Linked DNA regions of Sus scrofa: region 1 is linked to region 2. A link is a contact called in public Hi-C data. All regions are on one chromosome and are shown on one strand. The core of a region is the stretch at or near the end of the contact, and the rest is flanking DNA. Distances in the headings are between cores, read along the strand shown. Region 1 overlaps LOC102160723 (a long non-coding RNA gene). Region 2 overlaps LOC106507478 (a long non-coding RNA gene).

What was found. Hi-C and Micro-C count contacts between places; a contact is called where the count stands out from the background.
Region 1: a contact with region 2 is called in a Hi-C map of liver, with 5 times the contacts expected there. A contact is called at or near these places in 5 of 47 Hi-C or Micro-C datasets (fetal heart ventricle, liver and retroperitoneal adipose tissue) and 1 of 2 datasets of targeted methods (skeletal muscle).

The regions. Positions count from the first base shown.
Region 1 is chr5:14,465,922-14,472,001 of Sscrofa11.1, reverse strand. The region is part of intron 2 of LOC102160723 (a long non-coding RNA gene); the gene reads left to right. Among named protein-coding and RNA genes, the nearest start is that of C5H12orf75, 290 kb to the left of the region's middle.
Region 2 is chr5:14,339,920-14,346,553 of Sscrofa11.1, reverse strand. All of the region lies in intron 2 of LOC106507478 (a long non-coding RNA gene), which reads left to right. Among named protein-coding and RNA genes, the nearest start is that of NUAK1, 250 kb to the right of the region's middle.

The DNA.
Region 1 (6,080 bases), core at 207-2,706, 130 kb before region 2:
TAAGCCCACCCAAAAAAGAATGGAGTTCCCGTCGTGGCTCAGTGGTTAACGAACCCAACTAGTAACCATGAGGTTGCGGGTTCAATCCTTGGCCTCGCTCAGTGGATTAAGGATCTGGTGTTGCCATGAGCTGTGGTGTAGGTCACAGATGCAGCTCGGATCCGGCATTGCTGTGGCTGTGGCGTAGGCCGGTGGCTACAGCTCCAATTGGACTCCTAGCCTGGGAACCTCCTTATGTCATGGGTACAGCCCTAAAAAAGACAAAAGCCAAAAAAAAAAAAAAAAAAAAAAAAGAAAGAAAAGTGGTGACACTGCTTAAAGGTATTCTTTTTTTTTTTTTGAAAGATCTGAGGAAAGTTTATTATAATGGAATCGACCAGGAAAGTTGGTTGTTTCTGTGACACACATCATTTTAAAATGATAAATGGAATTATGATGGTAACATCATACCAGGTCATATTATTTTAAAAAAATTTTCTATTATAGTTGACTTACAGTGTCCTTTCAGTTTCTATTGTACAGCTGCGTGACCCAGTTATACATATATATGCATTCTTTTTCTCACATCATCCTCCTTTCCATAGGCTTGAGTGGTGTTACAATGTAGTGCCACCTGAGGGCGCTCTAGTGAATCACCAGGCTCAGATTCCTTAGGAAATGAGGAGGAAGTTGTGTTAATGAACAGATTTTACCTTTCAGTGTGACGGTGCTTCCTTAGTCTAGAAAGATCCATAGAGCTTCCACCTGTGTGTACATGCACGCTCATGCTCAGAGTGTGTGTGTGTTGCATACATGGACGGAGGAGAGCAGAGAGGAATAGAAACTGATGAGGTACCAAAGGGAGAGAAAATTCAATCACGAGCTTTCAGAGGTCACCTTCTTTGTGGCTTGAGAGACCGTTTTCTGCACGTCATTTAAATGCCCCCATCCCTTCCCTTCAAGGGAAAAAACACCAGTTCCCGGGAGAGTCCTCGAGGAGGGAGCACCTGGGAAACAAGAAGAAAAGGCAGACAGAGGCAGGTGCTTCTCTTGGGCTCTGCTTCTGCTGCGGTTTGACTGGGGCCGGGTCAGGCTCCCGCCCTGAGGCAGCCCTCGCAGGCTGACAACGGGACACCCGGCGCTCTCTCTCGGCAGCTGCCCCTGCGAGGCTCCGAGGCTCCGGCCCCAGAACGAGAAGCTCCGGTTACACATTAGTCACAAAAATAACAACGATCAAAGGGAGCATAAGGCATGAAACAGCTTCGTTTTCCCCATTTAATTATGGGACTGCAGGATCCATTTAGACCTGGAAGACGTCTGATTTTAACTTGTTATAAAATAGTTGAATCAAGTGCTGGCTATTATTTTTATTCCCCACTTTCCCAGGTTTTTCTCCCCTAACCTCCCCTCCCTTCCCCTCCCCACCCTCAGCGCAGGCTTTTAATGGGCTCCTGGGCCCTTGTTATTCCCTCCCTATAGACCCGTGATAAGAAACATAAATGAGAAACCACATTTGTCTCCCGTTCACCTGGGAAAGCCCTGTCAAGAAGCTGAAGGGCCCAATCAGAGCCTGATTAAGGCTCCTTGGAGTGTCCTGGGCCCCCTGAAAAGAATGACAGCAGGTGACTGATGAGGGGACCGCCCCCTCCGGCAAGTGCAGTGGTCTCATGGCAAAGGTATTTGGTCATCTAAAAAAAGCGCCCATGGCTGCTGGATCAGGCTCCAGAGGCACTGCTGGTTACAGGCTGTTTCACTGGGCGGTGCACGATGCGGATCAAAGCTTGTTCCAGGCACGCGTGCACACAGCGGGCTTTCCCCTCGCCTCTACCCCTTCAGACTCACGCATGCACACACATATGCACACGGACCCTCCTGCCCCAAAGCCAGGCCTGGAGCTTTGAAAGGCCGCTGAAAAAAATAGACCGGGGATGTGTTGTCATCTTAGAGGCTGGCTGGTTTTTAGACTTAGGAGACACAGCGTGCAATGATGTTGTTGCCTCATGAGGCTAGGCCACCGGCTTACTTGGGGAGCAGTGATGAGACAGCCCTCTTTGGGTCACTCATTGGACAGAAAGGGTTCCGTTTGGACCACATAGTGGGGAAATCATCTAAAACTTGGATGGGCAGAGGCAGGTGGGGGGCTCAAAGTCAGCAGTGCCCTGTGGGGACCAGTTCTGCCACTGACTTGCTGTGGGGGGGGCAGGGGGGAAGAGGGGCACCGCTCTGGGGTTCATGCTCATCCTCTGTCCTAGGCGGGCCCTCTCTCTGGATCTCTTGAGCTCCAAGGTTCTGCCAGTCCAGGCCTCTGTGAGGCTTAGACATCTGAGTGCAGCATTTTTCAGGGGCCTCTGCTCTTTCCACGCACATTGCTTTGGGATTTGTTTGGAATTTTACTTGTTCTCCACACGGTTTAATTTTAATGCACGGTGAGTCTTTTCCTGCCTCCCAGGAATTAACCCCCCATGTGTGTTATAGGCAGGAAGTAGATGGAGCGGATAAGCCTGGAAGGTTTTGACTTCTCTTTCTTTTTCTTCAGCCCTCTCTCCCTGTCCGTCTTAAAGCCCAGCACTGGCTTTCTGCCTTCCCATTCCTGACCCAGGCCGCGTAGGGCAAGGCTCTCTCGGCAAAGGCTGAACTCGGCTTCTGCTCAGTTAAAATGTGAGCGAACTCTTCCTTATGAAATGGGTTCACCTTCTTAAACAATTTAATGTGGCGAAGGGGAAAAGCAGAAAGACATACATGAACAAAGCAAAATGGCATCGAAATATTGGTATCTTCTCTTAGCCCAAAGGGACATGTTTCCTTCCAAATTAGATATGTACAGATGCCACAGAAAAGCACCCTCGAGGCTGATTTCACATTGAATCACATTGAAATGTATGTGCTCCAAACTGATAAGAAGCCACACATGGAGTAACCGTGCCTTGTATTTTACGTGATTACTCGGCAGCATAACCAACCACATGGAAGGCCCACGATTAGCACTGGCCTATAGATGTGTAGGCAAGGGAAGGGGGAAAGAAGTTTTAATCTTGTAAATTTGCTCTCTCTTGACTACTTAGGATCCTAATCTTGAAGCTGGATACACAAGGTTTTTTGTTTGGGTTGCATTAATTATTTATGTATTTTTCCAGAAAAAGGACCAAAGAATAACAGAAAGGTTTAACTTTTCTAATATCCAGATTCATTCCTGGCTTAACAAAATGGTGCTTTTACTGGGCATTAAAAAGCACTAGGAACTTGTTTAAAATGTTGATTCTCAGCCTCTACCCTGAGAGTGTTTGATTCTGTAAGCTGAGTGGGAACAAAAATCTGTACTTTAGAAGCCTCTCCCCTGTGATCTGTATACTTTTGGGCTAAGGAGACTGCACTTTATGACAGACTGATCTCATATCTTCATTTTTGTCCAAGGCGAGTGTTTCCATTATTATTTTGACTATTTAATTATTATTGTTATTATTAGTTTATTTTATTTTTTTTGCAAGACCCATGGCATATGGAAGTTCCTGGGCCAGGAATTTAATCCGAGCCACAGCTGTGACCTACACCATAGCTGCAGCAATACTGGATCTTTAACTCGAGGCACCAGAGTGGGAACTCCTGTTTTGACCACTTTATACCTTCAAAGGCTTAGGTGCATTATTAATATTACAGTTGAACTTACAACGTTTTGTAGCTACTAAGACACACTACGTAGAGGCCACACCTTGACATCTTAACATCTTTCTACTTCCAGAATTTGGTGCACTAAATTCTGCCATAAGGAGACTCTCAAAATGTGTTCATGCAGCTCATGGAAGTCAAAGTTCAGCTGTCATTTAAAATAGCTGCCATCCCGGACCTTCAGCACACAGCCTTGAACTCTGAAAGCCCAAATGCCTTACCTGGTCTCCAGAGAGGCCAGTTCTTGCATCTTTGTACAGATTCACATCCTCAGCCATAGATTTTAAAGTGTCATGGAAGTAGTATCTGTAACATGCCCAGCTTGTCTTGCTTCTTAGCTTAAAGGAAACGAAGGCTTAGAGGAAGCACCTCAACAGACTTTTTCTTCCCTTGTCATCATCCAGGTGCCACGTTCTCCTGCCGGGATCCTTTCTCCACCTCTGTTCTTATCTGAGGCCTCCTCATCTTCCAAGGTTCAGTTCAGGCCTCAGCAGAAGCCCACCCTCATTATGCTCGCCTTTGTTTCCATCTTCCCCGGCACCTCGGTGTCTAGCAGCTCTTCCGAACCAACCCCCACACTGGGGCCAGGTGAAATCCTTTTTGCCTTTGCTGGTTCTCCCCACTCCCCCACCCCTCACCTTGAGCTACTGCTTAGAGCCAGAATCTGAATGCCCTCCCCATCTGACCCCATCCCTGAGATCTGCAGTAGGAAATGTAAACGATGGCCAAGCCCGCAGCCTGGCACTGAAAATCTACTCAAACATATCCTCCCTTAGAGCCTTACTTATCTTTCATCTCACATCTCATCCATCACAAATCCCCCTTTCAATGCCTGAAAGTCTTACAGAACCATCCCCCTGTCTCTGTCTCCACCACCGCTTATCTAGCTAGTCCAAATCACTGTCTTCTCTCTCTTAGGCCTTTGTCCTAATTTCCTGCTTGACGTTCCCACATCCCATCTGTTCTCCATCCTGTGACAGAGTCATCTCAAAATGCGAAATGATCTTCTCTCTCCTGAGTTGAAAAGCTCTCTAGTTTCCTCTTACTCTAAGGTAGATAGAGCTTCTCAACCAGAACGCTAGGGCCCTGTGTGGTCTGGACCCTGCCTGCTTCTCCAGCTTTATCCTCCAGTGAGTCCACCTGGTTCTCTCTGCTCCAGCCACCATAATCTTCTTTCAGTGGCCTGTGCTTTCCAGACTCCCCTCTACCACAGGGTCTTTGCACGTGCTGCTCCATCTGCTTGACCTTCCCTCGCTTCTCCATTCAAGTAACTGCTCTTCACAGTGCATAACTCAGCACAGCCGCCTCCCTGGTGTCCGTGGCCAGGACAAACCCTATTCCCATAACATCCTGCATCTTCCTTCCGAGAGCTTAGTGCGTTTTAGGTTCACAGCAGTCTTTGTGTTTGCTTGATGAATATCGGTTTCTGCAGCCAACTGCAAACTTCCTGAGGACAGGGGTCCTGTCTGGTTTTGCTCACCATCCTGTTTCACGTCTTTCGTCTCGAGCTTGTCCAGGGGCAGGCACTCGGTCAACATTTGTCGACAGATAAACGCTGGATGGATTTATTCAACAACACTGAACGTGTCATTCACTGGGCACGTGCATGTACATTAGACCTCGCTCTTTATTTTAAGATTCATCATCAAGTGGAGAAGACAAACTTGAAAGCTCTTAATTTCAAGAGCGTGACACAGAGATGACCATAGATCTTGGGTCCAGAGGAGAGGGCAAAGAAATCTGCCCAGAGGAATTTATACAGACTTCACAGAGGCTGAAATATCTGAGCTGTGACTTGAAAAAGAGGAGTTTCCAAATGTAGCTGCTCTCCATGCAGGAGGAAAGTACGTGCTAGTGCCTGGAGGCGTAGTAGCAGGTCCGTAGAGTTCTGGAGTGGCGCTGGGTTGGGAGGACAGGGCGTGAGGAGGAATGGGTGGCAGGCTGAGGCGAAAGGTCTGGCTAAGAGCATTGGACTGTAGGACACAGAGCCAGTGGCATTTTGGGTAAAATACACCTAAGGATGTTTGCATTTGGGGAAGGTCACTCAGACCAGAGTGAGAGATCATGGGAGGGACAGTGAAGAAGCAACTGCGTGGTTCAGATGAGAGAAAAACAGGATGGACACACAGCAGTGATGGCGGAGAAGGGGGCCGTTCAGTTAGACAGCTGTATCAGAGGAAGAATCGGCAGGACTGGATGGTCGTTGGATGGGGGATTTGAGAGAGAGGGAGAAGTGCGAGATAGTGCAAATCCAGCAGACTTAGTAAGAGGGTGGAATCATTAATCTTAAGCGTAAAAAAGTTCCAGAAGAACATGTTTGGGTCTAAGGGAAGAGATAAGTACTCAGTTTGAACCCAGCTGAGTTTTAGGTGCCTGTGGAGTATCACATGTTCCGAAGAAGGTTTGGTAATCACAGGGCTGAATACAAGTGGGTGCCT
Region 2 (6,634 bases), core at 3,189-5,688:
GTCATGAGCTTTGGGGTCCTTGCCGAGCCACTGGGGCAGCTGTTTTCAGAAGTCCCTCGTGCCCCCTGTGACTCTTCAGTTAGATGGACTGATAAACCCCCACGATTATTTAAACCATCGTGGGTGAGGTTTTCTAATACTTGCACCCCAAGATAGAGAGCATTTCCTAAAAGGAGAGGGGGGTTTATGTTCATGAGAGCAGCTAACAATTGAGCACTTACCATGTGCTAAGTACTCTGCTCAACTTCTTGTGTGATTTTATTCAATCCTCACAGTTGCCCGACGGGGTGGACTCTTTTATGCTTTGAGATAAAGTAACAGAAAATCATTCAGATGTTCTCAAACAAGAAGAACCTTTATTTTTTCTCCCTCCAGATCAGGAAGCTCAGAAGTAGGGCAGACTAGCATGTTGGTAGTTTGAATGGCTCAACAATGTCATTGAAAGTCTGGTTCTTCCAAGGTCGTGTCTTGGCCGGCGGTGTTCCGCAGCTTCAGCCTGGTGTCTGTAAGTGTGGATTTCTTTCTAGTGTGTGTCCTGATTTGGATTTACCAAGCTTAATGAGTCTAGATATCTATGTCTATTGTCAGTTCTGAAAAGTTATCACCCAGTATTCTAGGAATCATAGAAAATCGCCCGTGTACTAGAAGACAACCAGGGCATATGTATATGAATAAGACTACCTGTTAAAGCCTCAGTTCCTGTATTTGAAAAAAAATAGAGATATCTTGAGTTGAAATCTCAGCTCTCCAAGGCCCACTATCATCCTCTGTATCATAGAAGATATAAATACAGCCCCTACTCATTAGGATGGTGGTGATTTTCTATCTAAAGTCCTAGTGGGGACAGTGATCTCAGAGTCCATATTTCCCATGACCAGTGAGAAGCTGAGACCACAGGGCTGGGACAAAAGGCAGGCCAAAGAGAAGCAGCTGCATATTTCATTCCATCTGCTACATGTGCTGTGTGATGTACAGCAAAAATGGCCTGATTAGATTGATTTGGGCTTTGAGATAGAACTTCCCTGGCAACACACACAGTCGGCCACCTTACCTCCTGCCTGGAAACCCTCAGGGTGGGATCAGGTAGCCTACCGTGAGCTTCCTGAGCAGCAGAAATCAGAGGGCAGCATTGAGCACTTCTGTGTGCCAGAGAGCCTACGATATCTCCATAGGAAAAAGATGTGCTCCTGCCCGCAGGTGGATTTCAGTCAAATGAATTAAGAAGACACAAAAACTGCTCATTTTATGAACTGCAGTAGGTGATAAGACGAAGGGATTTGTATGGTGTCCAAGGAGAGTACAGAGGAAGGTTACTCTAGACTCTCAGGGGGCCTCAAAAAAGTCTTGGGAGAAGAAGATGCCAAGGCTAGGTCTTCAAGGATGGCTAAGAATTAGCCAGACTCTTTTTTTTTTTTGAGGATGTCCTTCTAAAAAGGGAGCTAAAGTTGCAAAAATGACATGATACATACTTAGAACTACAAGCAGTTCGGTACGACTAGAAAATAACAGCAAGCATGAAGAGGGGGGGACAAGGAAGTAACCAGAAATCATGGCTTGGAGGTCCCTCTATGGAACATTTGAGAACTTCCACTTTATACCTGGGAGCAATGATTCCGAAAAATGTCACATGTACCAAAAATCATCAGAGGAACACAGATCTCTGATTCGGAAGCTTTGAGAAGGAATCTGAGAATTTTCATTTTTAATGTTTTTCCAGAAGGCTGCGATACTACTGGTCCAGGGACCACCCTTTGGGAACCACCACTCTGGAAAGACCTCAGACAGGAAGTGATGTGGCCAGTTTTACTTTTTTGCCGAAGGAGCTGGGCCCAAGGGAGCTCAAAGTCATGTGGTAGCACTAGCGCTGTGGGTATTTACTCAGCCTGCTTTTCAGAGGCACCAAAGTCTTAAATAAGACATTCTTGCCCTTTTAGAGATTTAATGGAGCAAGGTTATGCTTCCCAAAGATTGTTGCTGGCCTCCTCTTGCTTATGAAAAATTCTAACATCATACAGTCTGTGCAAATGGACAAAAGGCCAGCCAAGTATCAGAAAACCAACTGCCCTACTGACACTCTTCTTTCCGCAGCCATCCGCCTGATCCCAGATGCCCTCTTTCTCCATTCGTGCCCAAGAGCATTTCCAAAGTCTGTGAGTTGGGCAAAGGGACAGAGATTCTTGAATGAGCTGCCTCACTTTTCTGAGCCTTAGTTTTCTTGTTTGGAAAAGGGATGTGAAGGTGACATCCAGCACAGCAGTGCCGTGCTGACCATCCCATGAGCGAATGGAGGTGACAGCTCTCCGGGAACATCAAGCAGGAGGAAAATGTCATTTTCTGGTCTTAGGGATACGTTTTTGGGGAGGAAGCTGAGGAAGACGAGTACTCTGTGTCCTAAATGCTACTGATGATCACGAACACTGTTTTGAGACCCCCTCCTTGATTGTGGGCTTTTGATGGGTATTAGCTAGTTCGTAAGCACACCCAAAAGACACCAAAGACAAGGAGAAAATTTAAAAACACTCAGCATCGAATCAAAAGACTCACCAGCTAAAAAGGACCACAACAGCTCTTCATTCCTGCTTCCTGCCCGATGCAGGACTCTTCTCCCCTAGCCTCATGTTTCTGCAGCAACTCTGAAGGATCAGTGCCACCTACCCACGGTACTCCTGTTATCCCACTCAACATGTCTAAAGCCCAATTTACAATCTTCCCCTTTGAAATCTGCTCTTTTCTCCAGACTGTACTTTCCGATTTCCCACAAGTGTGCAAAACTTTTACAACTAGAAAATAACAAAATACTAAAAATACAAAATGTCATCTCTAGTGAAAACAATAATTTAATTCTGCCCCTGTTAAGGACCTAGTAAAAGCCTTTCCTGCCCTAGGAGGAATGTTGGACTCAATGACTCAGAACGGGTCCCATACTAAACCTCCAAGTCTTTGGTGTATTACACCTTTTTGCTGTGCAAATCTCACTCCTTGAGGAGTGACAACAGCCAAGTAATCTCCAGATGGCACACGTGATTAACAAACACAACCAAATCATCATTTCCACTCTTATCCAAACACTGAACCTGCACTCTGACCCTATCTGTTTCACATTCTTCTCCAACTTGGTGCAGCCAAGGGCACCAGAAGCTTCCATTCTGCAACAAAGAAAAGCACTCCAGCCTGAGGGAGGAGGAGGGCTCGAAAAAGGGGGCTCAAGGAGGGAGGGTCCAGGAGGCCCGCCTGGGAGCCCTCCTGCTGGGCACAGTCTTGTCACGGGAGGCAAAGGCCCCACGCCCTAATCTCAGGGGCCCGGAAGTGAGTATTGCTGGGCGCGGATGTGGGGGTGAAGACAACTGTGGGGAGATGGTGTCTCCACCCAACTCTTGGACTCGGCTCCTTTCCAACATGGAAGAAACTTGCACATCGTCTTGATGTCGCAAGCAAATTGGCTACTAGTCCCTTCAAAGCCCATCACTAGGTTCCTCAGCAGAAAGCAACTGTCTCATCTCAGCCTGTGACAAAAGTTGTATTGAGCAGAATGTTGTCTGCCAAACCAGGAACTTGGAAAACGGACTCTGGCTAAGAGCACGTGTGGTGAGGAATGGCATAAAGACCGGTGGGAGCAGACCAGCATCCCCCTATGTCTGGGGCACAGTCCGTACTGTGGCAGCAACACCCTGCCAGCGACATAGCTGGGACATAAGAGTAACCTGCTTGGGCATGCACGAGTCTGCCCTATGTTCTGCCATGGAAAACCCATCAGAAATGCACAGTAACTGGATAGCTGTCTCATCAAATGCCAGACCCTAGAAGACTCTTGCTTCTTCCTGCTACCTGTGGTTTCTTCATTTTTCTCCTAATCTAATATATAAGGATAAACTGTGACTTCCAAAAAAAAAAAAAAAAAAAAGTGCCCAATTCTAGGGTTTAGCTCCCTGGCCCTGCAGCCAACGCAGGGTGCGATCTTGAAGTTCGCAGTGGTCAGTGCCTTAGTTTCTAACTGTGGAAGGGCCTAGAAAGCAGGGCAGGGCTGAGAGTGATAACTCCCCCAAAGAATGCTGGGGAACTCCCTAACGCCTGGCACAGCTCTGAGATACTCCGTGTGAGCCGGGGTCAGACTCCACCAAAGATCAAATGGACCTTTGCCCAGTGACCTGGGGGTGGAAGGGGAGGGGACAGAGTGGTGGCCTAAATTTTTATGCACTTTTCACCATGACAGATGGGAGCAGATGTGGCTCCCAGGAAAGGAAGGCCATCTAGTGCACTCACATCCTGAGGCTTTGCCTCATCTGCTCAGCAGAGGCCACTGGACCTCGGGTGTGATGTTAAGAGCCAAATCCCAAATACCTTGAGCCTTCTCCAGTTCCTCAGTACTGGGAAACATCTTGTATTTACTGCCCAAGGGATGGCCTTCCACCCAAGGAGGAGGAGGACAGGCCCTGCTGTTCCCAGCTTCTCTCCCCCTGGGTGTGGGTGTGATGCATGCTCCTGCCACAGCTCAGGCATCACAGATTCTGCTGTCCCCTGAGGTGGAGTCAAAAGGGACTTCCAAGGTCATCCTCTGATGCTTACTTCCTTTCCATCCTCCCCAACCAATTGCCATGTGCCTTCTGTTTTAACACCTCCAGGCACAGGAAACTCACTCCCTAACTTGGCAGCCTTATTGCTTATCTTGGGCTTTTTTGTTTTATTTTTTATTTTTTCACTTTTCGTGGAAATTCCTTCCTGGTAATGAACAGAAACTTATCTCCTTTAGCTTTTTTTCTTTCTGGTCTTACATGGAATGACCCTTTTATTTATGGCCCAAACCCAAGTTCATGTTTAAGACTAAAAAGGGACACTATCAATAATGACACCAGAATAAGAGATGTCAATTGGAACTCTCTTGGCTTGACAAGACTTAAGACTACACCAATCTGGAGTTCCCGTCATGGCTCAGTGGCTAACGAACCCAACTAGTATCCGTGAGGACTCGGGTTCGATCCCTGGCCTCCATCCATGGGTTGAGGATCTGGCGTTGCCATGAGCTGTGGTGTAGGTTGCAGACACTGCTCGGATCTCAAGTTGCTGTGGCTCTGGTGTAGGCCGGCCGCTGTTGCTCCAGTTCAGTTAACCTGGGAACCTCCATGTGCCGCTGGCGTGGCCCTAAAAGGACTACCCCAATCTTAGATGTACCTTATTGGTAACTAGAACAATTCTGTTTCCCCTTACTTAAGAGTCACTGATATTTAATGGCACCTAGATTACCCCTGAGTCTTCTCTCCTCTAGAATAAATAAGAGAGGCTTCTTTCTTTTGTGAAAAGATAATTGGATTGAGAACAAGAATTAGCCATGACTTTGGGGGGCTCCATTGGGAAGGGCCAGTTGCCTCCAAGATCCAATGTTATGTCCTGACATCCCAGAAAAAGAAAGCAATTTGTAACATTCGGAAATGTGAAAGTCTGTCAGAAGGACGGAAGATCAGCCACATGAAACTGGGAAACATAAATGGTGGTTTTCTTTACTCTGAGAAGCATTAAAAATCACACATTTTAGTGACGCAATATAGCATGGTGGCAGTGGATGCCACATTTTTTCCTGCAGCCTGGGTCTGAGCTGGCTGCACCAGCATCTGTTGGAAGTGTACTAAAAATCAGATTCCTGGGCCTCACTTGAGAATCTCCAGAGGTGTAGCATTGGCTTTCTGAAAAGCTCGGGAAGCAGTTCTCATGATGAGCCAAGCTGGAGACCCACCAACGCAATGATCTCTTCCTTGTGCCATAGATTCATTCACCCATAAATATTTACTGAGCACCTACTATGTGCCAGACACATTCTAGGCACAGAAAACTAGCAGTTGACCAAAACAAAACAAAAGGTGTAAAATTCAAACAGACATCCAGTCAAGGGCTAATTCAGTGTTATAATACCTACCTCACAGCGTTGTTGTGATGATCAGATAAGGCAAAATATGCAAAGGGCCTTTCCCGGTGGCTGGTCCCCAGTCCTGGTCAATCATGTTGAAGGTGGCAACACTATCAAAGGCAAACAAGGATGATAAAGCCAAGAACGGAAACAAAGAAAGCTTGTTACTTCCATCCCACAGAGACATGGAGAAAGTAACACCATCACATCCGACTTCTTAGGGGACCATGTGGCCACTTTTTTCCACTATGACTTTGGGTGGCCCTTCTTCACATCTCCTGATCTAAAGTATAAAATGAAGGACCAGCATCTGATGATCAAGAGAGATTCCATCTAACCTTACTCTTCCGTAAACCCTGATTCACCTAAGCATGTCTCAAAAAGCAATGTCCAGGCACTTGGCTGTATTTTTGGCTTTCTTCTGGACCATTCTAGCTGCTGGTATTCACCTAGACATAAGGCCCCAGAGTTAAATCTCTCGTTCCAGGCATGATGTGAACGCGAGCGTCTATAGTAAAAGAAGTAATAAGAAAAAATTTTTTAAAAAAGAAACTGTGGAATAAGGCATCTTTTGCTAATTCCTGGTCTGAAGGAGGGACTTTCAAAATCCTAAAGTGAGGTTTGCCAGAGATTTTTTTCACATGACTTTTATCAGATTAAGGAAGTTCCCTTCTATTCTTAGTTTGTGAAAAGGTTTATACAGATGATAATGACATAGGCCTATATGCTTCTTATTCA